Regions from separate parts of the Gossypium hirsutum genome. Here region 1 is linked to region 2. The links are chromatin contacts, called in public Hi-C maps. All regions are on one chromosome and are shown on one strand. The core of a region is the stretch at or near the end of the contact, and the rest is flanking DNA. Distances in the headings are between cores, read along the strand shown. Region 1 holds the start of LOC121210003. Region 2 holds the start of LOC107913371 (RNA-binding protein L).

Region 1 (4,990 bases), core at 608-3,107, 520 kb before region 2:
CTAATTTTTTTACTTTTCATCAAAACGAGAGCCTCATGGGATACCTTAATTTCGCTTGACTCGATGTTAATTCTACAACCCTTCAAAGTCTAAATTTCCCAAGGAGATGAATTTTTCTTTACGTCAGGCACATGTCTGACATCTGACAGTGTCCTAATTGTTCCGTTGTGTATCCTGAGCTGAATAGTACTAATACTAATTACCTTATTGGGTGAACCATTCCTCATATGCATAACTCCACTTTCAACTGAATTGTATGTGAAAAACCAGTCCCTGTTGGGACACATGTGGAAAGTACACCCCGAATCTAGGATCCACTCGGATGTAAGCTCGGAGCTTTTACTTATTGACACAAACAAGAAATCATCACCCTTGTCATCGGCCAAATTAGCACCAGTTAAATCTTCCTCTTTGCTATCAGCAGCCTTTTTATTTCACAGCTAAATACCCATGAAGCAAGTAGGATTTGACGGGACAAAGAAACCCTAATTGGTTGCCAAAATGTAACCTCACTTATCCAAGTTTATGTCGCATTGTCACGACGTCAAAGCCCCTCTCATCGCGATGCTGCCTCTGTTTCATCCCTAGTAACTTCGATGTTTGGTGTTGCGACATTGCATGTTGGTGTCATGATACTGAAGTCGTCCCTTGTGTTCCTTAGACTGAAACAACATCTTGCACACTTAGGTAGGCCATAAGTCATACCTTAGGCTAAAATTGGTTTAATGGGTCATCGAAGCACCTAAAAATGTGTAAAAATACTTATTTGACCAAAATTAAACATTAAAGTCTAAAATATAAAACTAATCAAAATAATACTAAATTATGTCGAAAACAAGGTCATTAAATGTCGGAAAGAACTTAATTTTTCACCACGAATTATGGTAGATCAAATTCCCCCATATTTAACTTGTTGTTCGTCCTCAAGTAACAAAACAAAAATGCAAAAGAAAAAAGAACAAAAAACTCAAAAGAAAATGTACTTAGGCATGCTTTATATTCAGAATTAGTTCGGGACACCTGAGATAGGAAAATTTGGCTAAATAGCCAAATTTACAAGGCAAACAAGTTACAAGGCGATTTTAATTTGGCTAAATAGGCAAATTTACAAGGCAGACAAATTTACGAAACAAACAATTCACGATTTTAATTTTAAACTGTTAGTTCATAAGTTATAAGGCAGACAAGTTAAGCATCACTACAGCAAATTAAGCTTTTAGTGGCGTTTGGATCGAAAACGCTGTAAAGGTCAAACTTTTAACGGCGATTGTATTGAAAAATGCCACAAATATATACCATTAGTGGCGCTAACCAAAAAATGCCGCAATAAGTCGATATATAGTGGCGTTTGTAGAAATAGCACCGCAAATAGTACATATTTAGCGACATTTTCTGCTACGCGCCGAAAGGTACACCTATGAGAGTAGCGTTAGTGGTGTTTTTCTCATAAATGCCGCAAAATGTTAAAAACAATAGAGGCATTTTTCTCATAAACGCCGCTAAAGGTACACCTATGAGAGTAGCGTTAGTGGTGTTTTTCTCATAAATGCCGCAAAATGTTAAAAACAATAGAGGCATTTTTCTCATAAACGCCGCTAAAGGTAAAGCAATAACAGCTTTTGCCCAACGCTGCGAATATTTTTTAATTTATATTGAAATGATGCAGTTTTGATAGCTAACCCCCCAACCCTTATTCCTCTAATCTCTAACTTAATTTTTCCCTAATTCCCTAACTTATTTTTTTCTTTCCCATCCGTCTGCTACTGGTTGTCTATCAAGTCATCCGTCTATTGCCTCACCGTCGACAGTGCATTTGCCATTGATCTTTGTCTCCTCCGTCGATGCTGCTCTGTCCATTGCAAAAGGATTTTCAATCCAAAATTTCTTAAAAAGAAAGTACATTCTACTTTTCTGCATTTATTTATAGGAGAAAATTCTCCTTAGAAAATGTTTGGATTCTAGTTCTCATGGCATTCATTTTTTATGTTGTTAAATGATAAGGAGCTTGCAAAAGAGTTGTATAAGAAGTATAACGTGGTAGTTGATACTTTTCTCTTCATTGTCTTCAGGTTTCTAATTCTATGTTTTAGATTGATCGGAATGCTAATTATCTGTCCTATCATATTTCAACAGACCCATAGACAAAAAGTACGTGCTTGGCAAATGATATATGTTTTGTCACAATTTGTTGATGATGATATAGTTGGAGAAGTCACACAGTGCTTGCAAATAGCTCTCTATGTAAGTAACTGTTGTTTCTTTTAAAAAATCTGATAGTTCTTTCTTAAATTATTATGGTTCACTTAAGTTTCATAATATGGTAAGTTTGATAAGTTGTTTAGGAGAGAATAACAAGAAATTTTTTGGTTTTGGTAGAAATTTCATGAAAGTCTATCTCAAATATTTTTCCTTTTCCTGAATGCCTGCTCTGTGTTCATGTATGCAATGTTTAGTTTACTTTATACTTCCAAAACACTGAATGCTTCTATTTGGTGTCGGCGGAGGTTATTGTTAGGTGGTTCCATAAATCAAGCAATGTTAACACAATAATATTCTTATTTTGTTGCATATCATTGGTAAATGTACTTGCTGTATAGTGCACGTTGTAGATTAATTCATTGGCTACCATTGCTAGTTAGAAGAAATTGATAATAATGAATGGTCTTTAATTAATTATTTTGACTTTAGATTGTGTAATATATCTCCACTAATTTCTGGTCATGTCTCTTTTGCAGAGAAACAACTTACTTTCTGTTTGCCAGTATTTGGAAATATTGGCAATTAATATTTACATGAAGTTTCCCTCTTTGGTAATGCACCGTCTTAAATTTATTTAGTAAATAAAGCTTAATATTCATGCATGAGATAGTGCAAAAACACACATATTCCAACAATCTACATGCTTGAATTGTTAGATATGAATTTCAAGTGAGTGAAAGGAGCCTTGTCTAGAGTCTAGACACCAATAAAAAATAGGCCTCTTTAGAAGTTCACTTCACTTATGCATGGCATCATTTGCTAAAAGGAAAAAGAAACCATGGTGATATTATCAATCTCCATGACTAGTATCAATTATTCAAATCAATAGTTCTCTGCCCAAATAATAAAAGGAAACCAAGGCAGTCCCTATTACCAAAGAAAAGAAAAGGCATAAAAGAAGCAGAAAGCTACAGTGAAGCTTCTTTGTCGTATCCTTTGCTATACCATTGTTATATGTTTATTTTCAGTAAGTTGGTCTTGTATGTTTCCTTTGCCATGCATTGTAGCTGGTTGAGAGATGCAAAGTTGCACTGTTGACTGATAAAAAAATTGCATTCAATCATATTTAGGGTATGTTTGATTGGTTGGGGAAGTAGAAGGATGGAAAGAGTAGAGTGGAAAGATGGAAAAGTAATAAATTTGAATTATTTTAAATATTTATCATGTTTAATTATAATGGTTTAATTCGTCGTTTGTAATGCAAATAATGCCAAGTTATATTTCATTTGCTTGATTATATATTTTGTTTCTAACTCTTTAATTGATTTATTAGAAGAAATTAAATGATAAAAGGGCAGAGTATGAAGCTATGGCCTCAAGTGATACTTTTGTTAATCTAGAGGACATTAATAATCGAGTTATTATTAAAGTTTTGGGTTCTGAAAAGTATGGTCCAGTTCAATTTCAAGCATCTTTCGTTATCCCAACCCAATATTTTAGATCCAGCTGATAGCAATATATGCCTTCGGAGGTTAAGCTAAGGCCGCTAAAAGATTTGTAGTTTGTTAGAAGACACTATTGTTTCAGGGGAAAAAAACTGAAAGGAACAAACTTGTTTCGGCGAAAAGGAAAACGAAGAGGCTTTGTACTTATTTCTTTATTGTTAGTTAGGCCCCCCGATGGAGACCAGACCAACCGGCGGTGGCCTAGATGGTGACGATCTATCCCAATCGTCTCCTGCAACCGCTGTATCGCGGTGGAGCTTCGAGGTGTCGCGTCGGTACCAGCATGTTCTGGACAAGACTGTCCCGCACATTCTGCACCGCTGGATAGCATGTCTGGTGCTGGTGCTGATCTACGCCGTACGCGTCTACTTTGTGCAGGGTTTCTACATCATCACCTACGGCCTCGGCATCTACTTGCTGAATCTCCTGATGGGGTTCCTTTCTCCTCAAGTGGACCCCGAGATGCAGGATGGCCCATCGCTCCCCACCCGCGGATCCGATGAGTTTCGCCCTTTCGTTCGCCGACTCCCCGAGTTCAAATTCTGGTTCGCCATCTCACTCTTCATTATTGTCGGTTATGATTTGATCGATGATTAAGTCTACAAATAATTCAAATTTAGTCTCATTCTCTTGAATTTTCTATCATGAGAAACAGAATAACTTATTCTGCGATTAAGAAACTTGCTAGATCGAAGGTCTGTTTCTGCTTCTTCTTTTTTTCCTTTTCCTTGTACTGTTCCAAATTTAGGATAGTTTATTCAGTATTGACTCGAACCCGGCATGGTTAATTTGTTAGGGGAATTTGATAAAGTAAGCTTTTCTTGCATGAAAATTCATTATGCCTGAGCGTGTGGGGGAAGAATTTAATATTGAAGTATATTGAACAAGGCTGGTAAACACAAATGATTAGAAATTTCTACTGTCGTTTACATTTTCAAAGAAAAAAGAGGAATCTGGAATAGATGAAATAAGAACAAAAATACCATTCAGTTGTTTCCCCTGGGGAAGGGTATGATATTCTACAGCGGCACATTTCAGTGTCTTTATTCCTTTCCTTCCATCATGTTAATGGGTACATGACAACTAGAGCCTGTTATGCCAATGTAGGCTTGAGGCTTGATCACACATTCTCCATTGTCTTTTGGATGGGTTGATTGCATAGAAACTTTTACCATAAAGTGTTCACTTTTAGGGAAAATCTATACCATACTATAAAACTAATGCTGTAATTCAGTTTTCTATTTTAATTCATTGACATTGAGGTCTCCTAATACTACATATGCACT
Region 2 (5,223 bases), core at 2,020-4,519:
AATATTTGATTAAAAGGACTCATGAGAGTGTTGTGCGAATATATAGAGAGGAGTATTTAAAGAAAGTGTGCATGTTTGAATAGTTGTAGCTGTGTTTCTTTTAATGTTTGGATAGCTTAACTCCTTGCATCATCTATGTTACAGACTGATTGGGAGGGTGGCTACTTCCCGCTCACGCTCCATTTCAGTGAAGATTATCCCAGCAAGCCTCCAAAGTGTAAATTTCCCCAGGGCTTTTTCCACCCAAATGTTTATCCATCTGGTACTGTTTGCCTTTCAATCCTAAATGAGGATAGTGTACGTATCTCCTTCTCTTCAGTAATGGTTACGTGTTTGAATAGTTGTATTTCAGTCTATACAACCTGAATTTTCATGCCATTCTTATGTTGTACATAGGGTTGGAGACCAGCCATAACTGTGAAGCAGATTCTTATTGGAATCCAAGATCTTCTGGATGCTCCAAACCCTGCTGATCCTGCTCAAACTGAAGGGTATCACCTCTTCATCCAGGTATATTTTTTAAGTTGAGATTTTGCGAAGACTTCAAAACTTCCTGAAATTGGGGGCAACTGTATTTTTAGTTCATTAAATTTAAATTTGGGTGTTTTAAACATGATTGAATGAGGTTTTGGATTATTGTAATCAAAATCAATGAATGACATGCATAATCTTGTTTTGGTATATGCAGGATGCTAATGAATATAAGAGAAGGGTTCGCCAGCAAGCCAAGCAGTACCCACCTCTGGTCTAGTCTGTTGTTATTAAAAAATAGTAACTAAGACTTTCCATGAAATTGCTGGTAAAATGCCGGCTGGGTTGGCTGCTCGCCTCATGTATAATGCTAGACTTGGCTTTTGCTAAGAGAAAATATGCTTCCTTGGGTATTTGGTAATCTATATAAACTGTATGAACCAGCATTGGTATTTCAACTCTCATCGGATTCGGATTAATGGTTGTTTCTAATTTTATACTACTAGACTGATAGCTCCAAAGTGAGGCTTGCTTTTCTTTCAGACTCTGTTTGTTTCAGCAGAGCATCCACCAATGTCTCAAATAAATATGCCAATAGCTTTTAGTACTCGAAATTGCCAATTGTTTCAATGCCCAGGACGTGAAACGAGTTCTATCCCAAGTATATACAATTGCCTTTCTATTAGTGTTTAGCATTTGTACGATCCTGTCCTTTTATGGGGTTCACTTGTCTTTATAGCCTGCACGTTGGTCAGTTTAACTGTCAAGTATTATTGAAATATTTTAAAATTACTAGTAAGGGATGAACTTGGTATTTAGGTTCCTCTACTCTTTTACATGAATTTGGTAATCTTTAAATTTGGTAGTGTGTTTGCGACAAGATTGTATCGGTTGCTCAAACCAAAGGTAAAATCAATTAACTTGAAATTCGCTCAAAATTAATAAAAATTAAAAATTAGGATAAAAATTAGTAGATGAATAGTTTAAATCGATTTAATAATTTTTTTTATTTAATATCTTTTGTTGGTCTACTAATTGAACTCATCGAGTTGATTGAATTGCGAAATAATGATTTGATTAGTTTAACCATTGACTTGGTTATGTAATATTTTGAGATTGTATGTTATAATTTGAATTTTTTGTTTTAATTTTTAAATAATAATGTCGCACAATATTAGAGGGGCATGTTAGCAAATTTTTATATTTTTTTAAGTTTAGTGGTCAAAATAAATCTACTTGTTAAGTTCAAATATCAAAGTGGGTTTAGTTGTTATCAAGTTTAAAGACTAGAAATTATATTATTTCTCATAGTAATTATAATATATTTTATAATAAAATTTAAATTTAAATTTCTTTTATTTAATTTTAAAATTAAAACTAGGCCTAGCTAGGCTGGTTTGAAGTTTGAAAATCCTTACCCGAGTTTGAACCAAACCTATTAAATCAAAAAAGTTGCTCAACTCATGGATATGTTTATTTTTATTTAACTTCTTAAAATTAGTCTATCATCTACAATTTTTCTTTATAATATTATCTTTATAAATATTGTGGGATGTTAAATTCGAGTCTCACCTTGATAAATTATTTTTTATTAAATTATTTACAAAATGTAAATATTTTTTTTGTTAATATTCAAATGCTAAAAATTATAGATTAGATTCTATTTATTTAGCTACAAAAAATAGTATAAGGACTTATTTAAATAAGTGTAGTATGTTAACATTTAATAATTTTAGAATTATTTTTATTTAAGGTCAATTTGTTTACATGTAAATATTTTTCGTAAAATATTTTTATTTTTTTACAGGAAATTATTCTCCAAAAAAAGGATAAAATCAAAAAATTTTTTAAGGAAAATGTCTAACTAAATTTTTTTCCGTAAGACATTTTTCAAACTGATAAGGCTCTGTTCACTATCTTCATTGTCAAAGAAACAAAAAAGGAAGCTTTCAGAGCAACAAAAGAGAAGTTCTCCTCACTGTCAAAGAAAACAATCTCTTATATTCTAATTTTATATTTTTTACAATTTAATCCAAAAAATCCAAATTTTTACTAGTCTACAATTTAATTCCTCAAAAATAGATTTTCTTATTCTACAATTCAGTCCTAAACCTCGTTTTGTACAATTTTATAAAATTTTCCCTTTTCTAAAATTTCTAGGTTTTATAATTTAGTACTTACAACTAAAATTTTCAAAAAATAGCCATTGATTTTTGAACAATTAAGCTTTCATATTCTATTTTTCAAAATTGTAAAATCTCAAACAATGTAAATTAGTCCTAAAACTCAAGTTTAGAAATGTTTACAATTTAACCCCTATTGTTTCAAACATTACTATTTCATGCTTAACTTTCCAAATTTTCATATTCCATAATCATATAATTTAGTTACTATTCAATGTTTCAGATTTCACTACTCAAACCCTTAGAATTCGAAAATTTACAAATTTTACAATTTAATCCTTCAATTTTTATCAAATTAAATCATGTTTCAACTTACTCATCTAAATAATATTCAAAATAAATATTTACCACATTCATCTTAATTAAACATAAATTTATATTCCTTAATATACAAAATTAACAATTAAACTTAATTAAATAAATTAAAATTAATTAACACTAAAACATAAATAAAATTTATGAAATAAACTCAATTAAACATTAAGAAGATAATAAAAGTTCATGGTTTAAGTGGGATCCATGAACTAATAATAAAGATTGGAATATGGTTTTACTTGTAATTTTAAGGCATAGGAGTTCATATATTAAATATTTGAGACATCCAACATTGTCTTTCTGCTGCTTAGGTCTAAAAAAGAATTTAGTTAATTGGATTATTATTATTATTAGGACACAAACACAGGGAATAACATTAACAATGGCCGGTGCCATTTGACCAAAAGAAAAAAGCTATGGACGACATGGCTGCCTACTATCCTCCACCCTCAGCCCTTCTCCCTCCTCACTACCCTTACTACCAAACCCCTCCACCTGCTGTGACGCCGCCGCCTCCACCTCCTCCTCCTCCTGGTGCTGCTGCCCCTGCCCTCCATTACCACTCCTACATCCCCCACCAACAACCTCCGCTGCCCCCACCACCCCCTTTCGCCTCATATTCCCTTCCTCACCTCGCTGCTTATTCTTCTCATGACTCCGTTCGGACCCTCTTCATCGCCGGCCTTCCCGAAGACATTAAGCCCCGCGAGATTTACAATATTTTCCGCGAATTTCCCGGTTATGAATCATCTCATCTTCGGAGCCCCAATACCTGCCAAAATTCTCAGGTCCTCTGTTCTCAAATTAATTCTAAGAATCTCATTTTTTATAATCGTTGACATTGTATGGTTGGGGTTGTTGTAGCCGTTCGCTTTTGCTGTCTTCTCCGACCAACAGTCTGCGCTCGCCGCGATGCAGGCGCTTAATGTAAGAACTTCTATGCTTTTATCATATTTGGAATTTCTACTCCGAACTCGTAACTTTTATTATAAATGATTAATTATTATGGTAATTTTTTGAATAGTTGAATTTGTTTATAAGTACCAAATTGGCATTGGAAATTCTTTTAGAAATCGGTTGAGAGCCCCATCTTTTGGCACCTTGTTTTACAGGGAATGGTGTTTGATCTTGAGAAAGGATCAACTTTGTTCATTGATTTTGCGAAATCAAATTCCCGATCAAAGCACCCTAGAACAGGTTGATGCCTGTTCTGTTTCTTGTTTTTAATTTAATTTTCAGCAATATGATCATCTGTATGTTTGAAACAATTTGAACCTGAATAGTGAATAATGTATACTTGGTTTGGTTATGGCAAATAGATGAAGAATGGACTGGCTCTAATAAGAAATCGAGGGGATCATTTTCGAGGTCTACCAGTGATTCGTGTAAGATAATCTCCTAGAATTCTGCTTGGACTTTTTTGTGTTCCCACAATCTTTTAAGCTTTGTGTTCATTGCTGGTTGATGTGGTTAAGTTACTCAATCCATGTTGTCTATTGTTCATATGATGTTACACTTGAAGTATAAATTAGTTACTCACATGGAGGACACATTCGCCTAAAGCTCACATTGCACATGTTTTACACGCTTGGACACTAGCAGGTTTTGGAAGCGTTCACGTGTCTGGAATGGGTAATTCTGCTTACAGCATGATTCGTTATCCACCTGCACAAAGGTCATCTGCACTACTTGAGCACATTTTTATTCCTTGGAAGTGATTGCTTCTAGATGACTTAGCACATCATAGTTTACTTTAAATGAAAGGTCTAGGGCTCATGCCCTGCTCCCCAGTGTTGAAGTAAAGGATTTTCTTTTGAGATTTTTGCTTCTCTAATACTTTTTTTTTTTTTTGCAACCGTTCAGTTTGGGAAATGTTGATGCCAATGCTGAGTCCACAGCTATGAAATCGGTAAAATGCTTCTATCTTTTTGCTTGAACTTGTGAATAAAAATACATCAGTGAGTTGCCATGTATTTTTTTCCTTTTGTTTGGGATTTTATGGGGAACAGTCTCTAGATCTTTCCTGGTTAAAATGTCATTTGTTTTTTTGTCACCAAGCATCCTACCTAGGAAATAATAGTTATCAGATCTTTCATTTAGATGTAAATTTAGCTGGCACGTTCATAGCACTGTCACCTAGTTTGTTATCACCCCATTTTCTTCTTCTTGGCAGCCCATAGGGCTCCTGAAAGAATTCTAGTGTAGAAGGATAAACCCGGACTAACAAATCATGGTTGCAATTGAAATAATTTGA

Evidence for each region. A called contact is a pair of places that touch in the nucleus more often than the background predicts.
Region 1: a Hi-C map of leaf shows a contact between it and region 2, with 2.2 times the contacts expected there. The contact joins the promoter of LOC121210003 here to the promoter of LOC107913371 in region 2. A contact is called at or near these places in 9 of 34 Hi-C or Micro-C datasets (callus, hypocotyl, leaf and 1 more).

Annotation. Positions count from the first base shown.
Region 1 is chrA11:35,818,814-35,823,803 of Gossypium_hirsutum_v2.1, reverse strand. It overlaps LOC121210003, which reads right to left and starts at 1,857. Exons shown (of 4, transcript XM_041082062.1): 1 at 1,795-1,857; 2 at 358-425; 3 at 204-273. The coding sequence starts at 1,857. It overlaps LOC107901651 (protein RER1A), which reads left to right and starts at 3,639. Exons shown (of 4, transcript XM_016827730.2): 1 at 3,639-4,249. The coding sequence starts at 3,879.
Region 2 is chrA11:35,302,895-35,308,117 of Gossypium_hirsutum_v2.1, reverse strand. It overlaps LOC107913371 (RNA-binding protein L), which reads left to right and starts at 3,269. Exons shown (of 10, transcript XM_016841937.2): 1 at 3,269-3,757; 2 at 3,834-3,896; 3 at 4,082-4,166; 4 at 4,289-4,354; 5 at 4,572-4,644; 6 at 4,833-4,878. The coding sequence starts at 3,386. It overlaps LOC107913372 (SUMO-conjugating enzyme SCE1), which reads left to right. Exons shown (of 5, transcript XM_016841939.2): 3 at 145-297; 4 at 397-510; 5 at 689-933. The coding sequence ends at 751.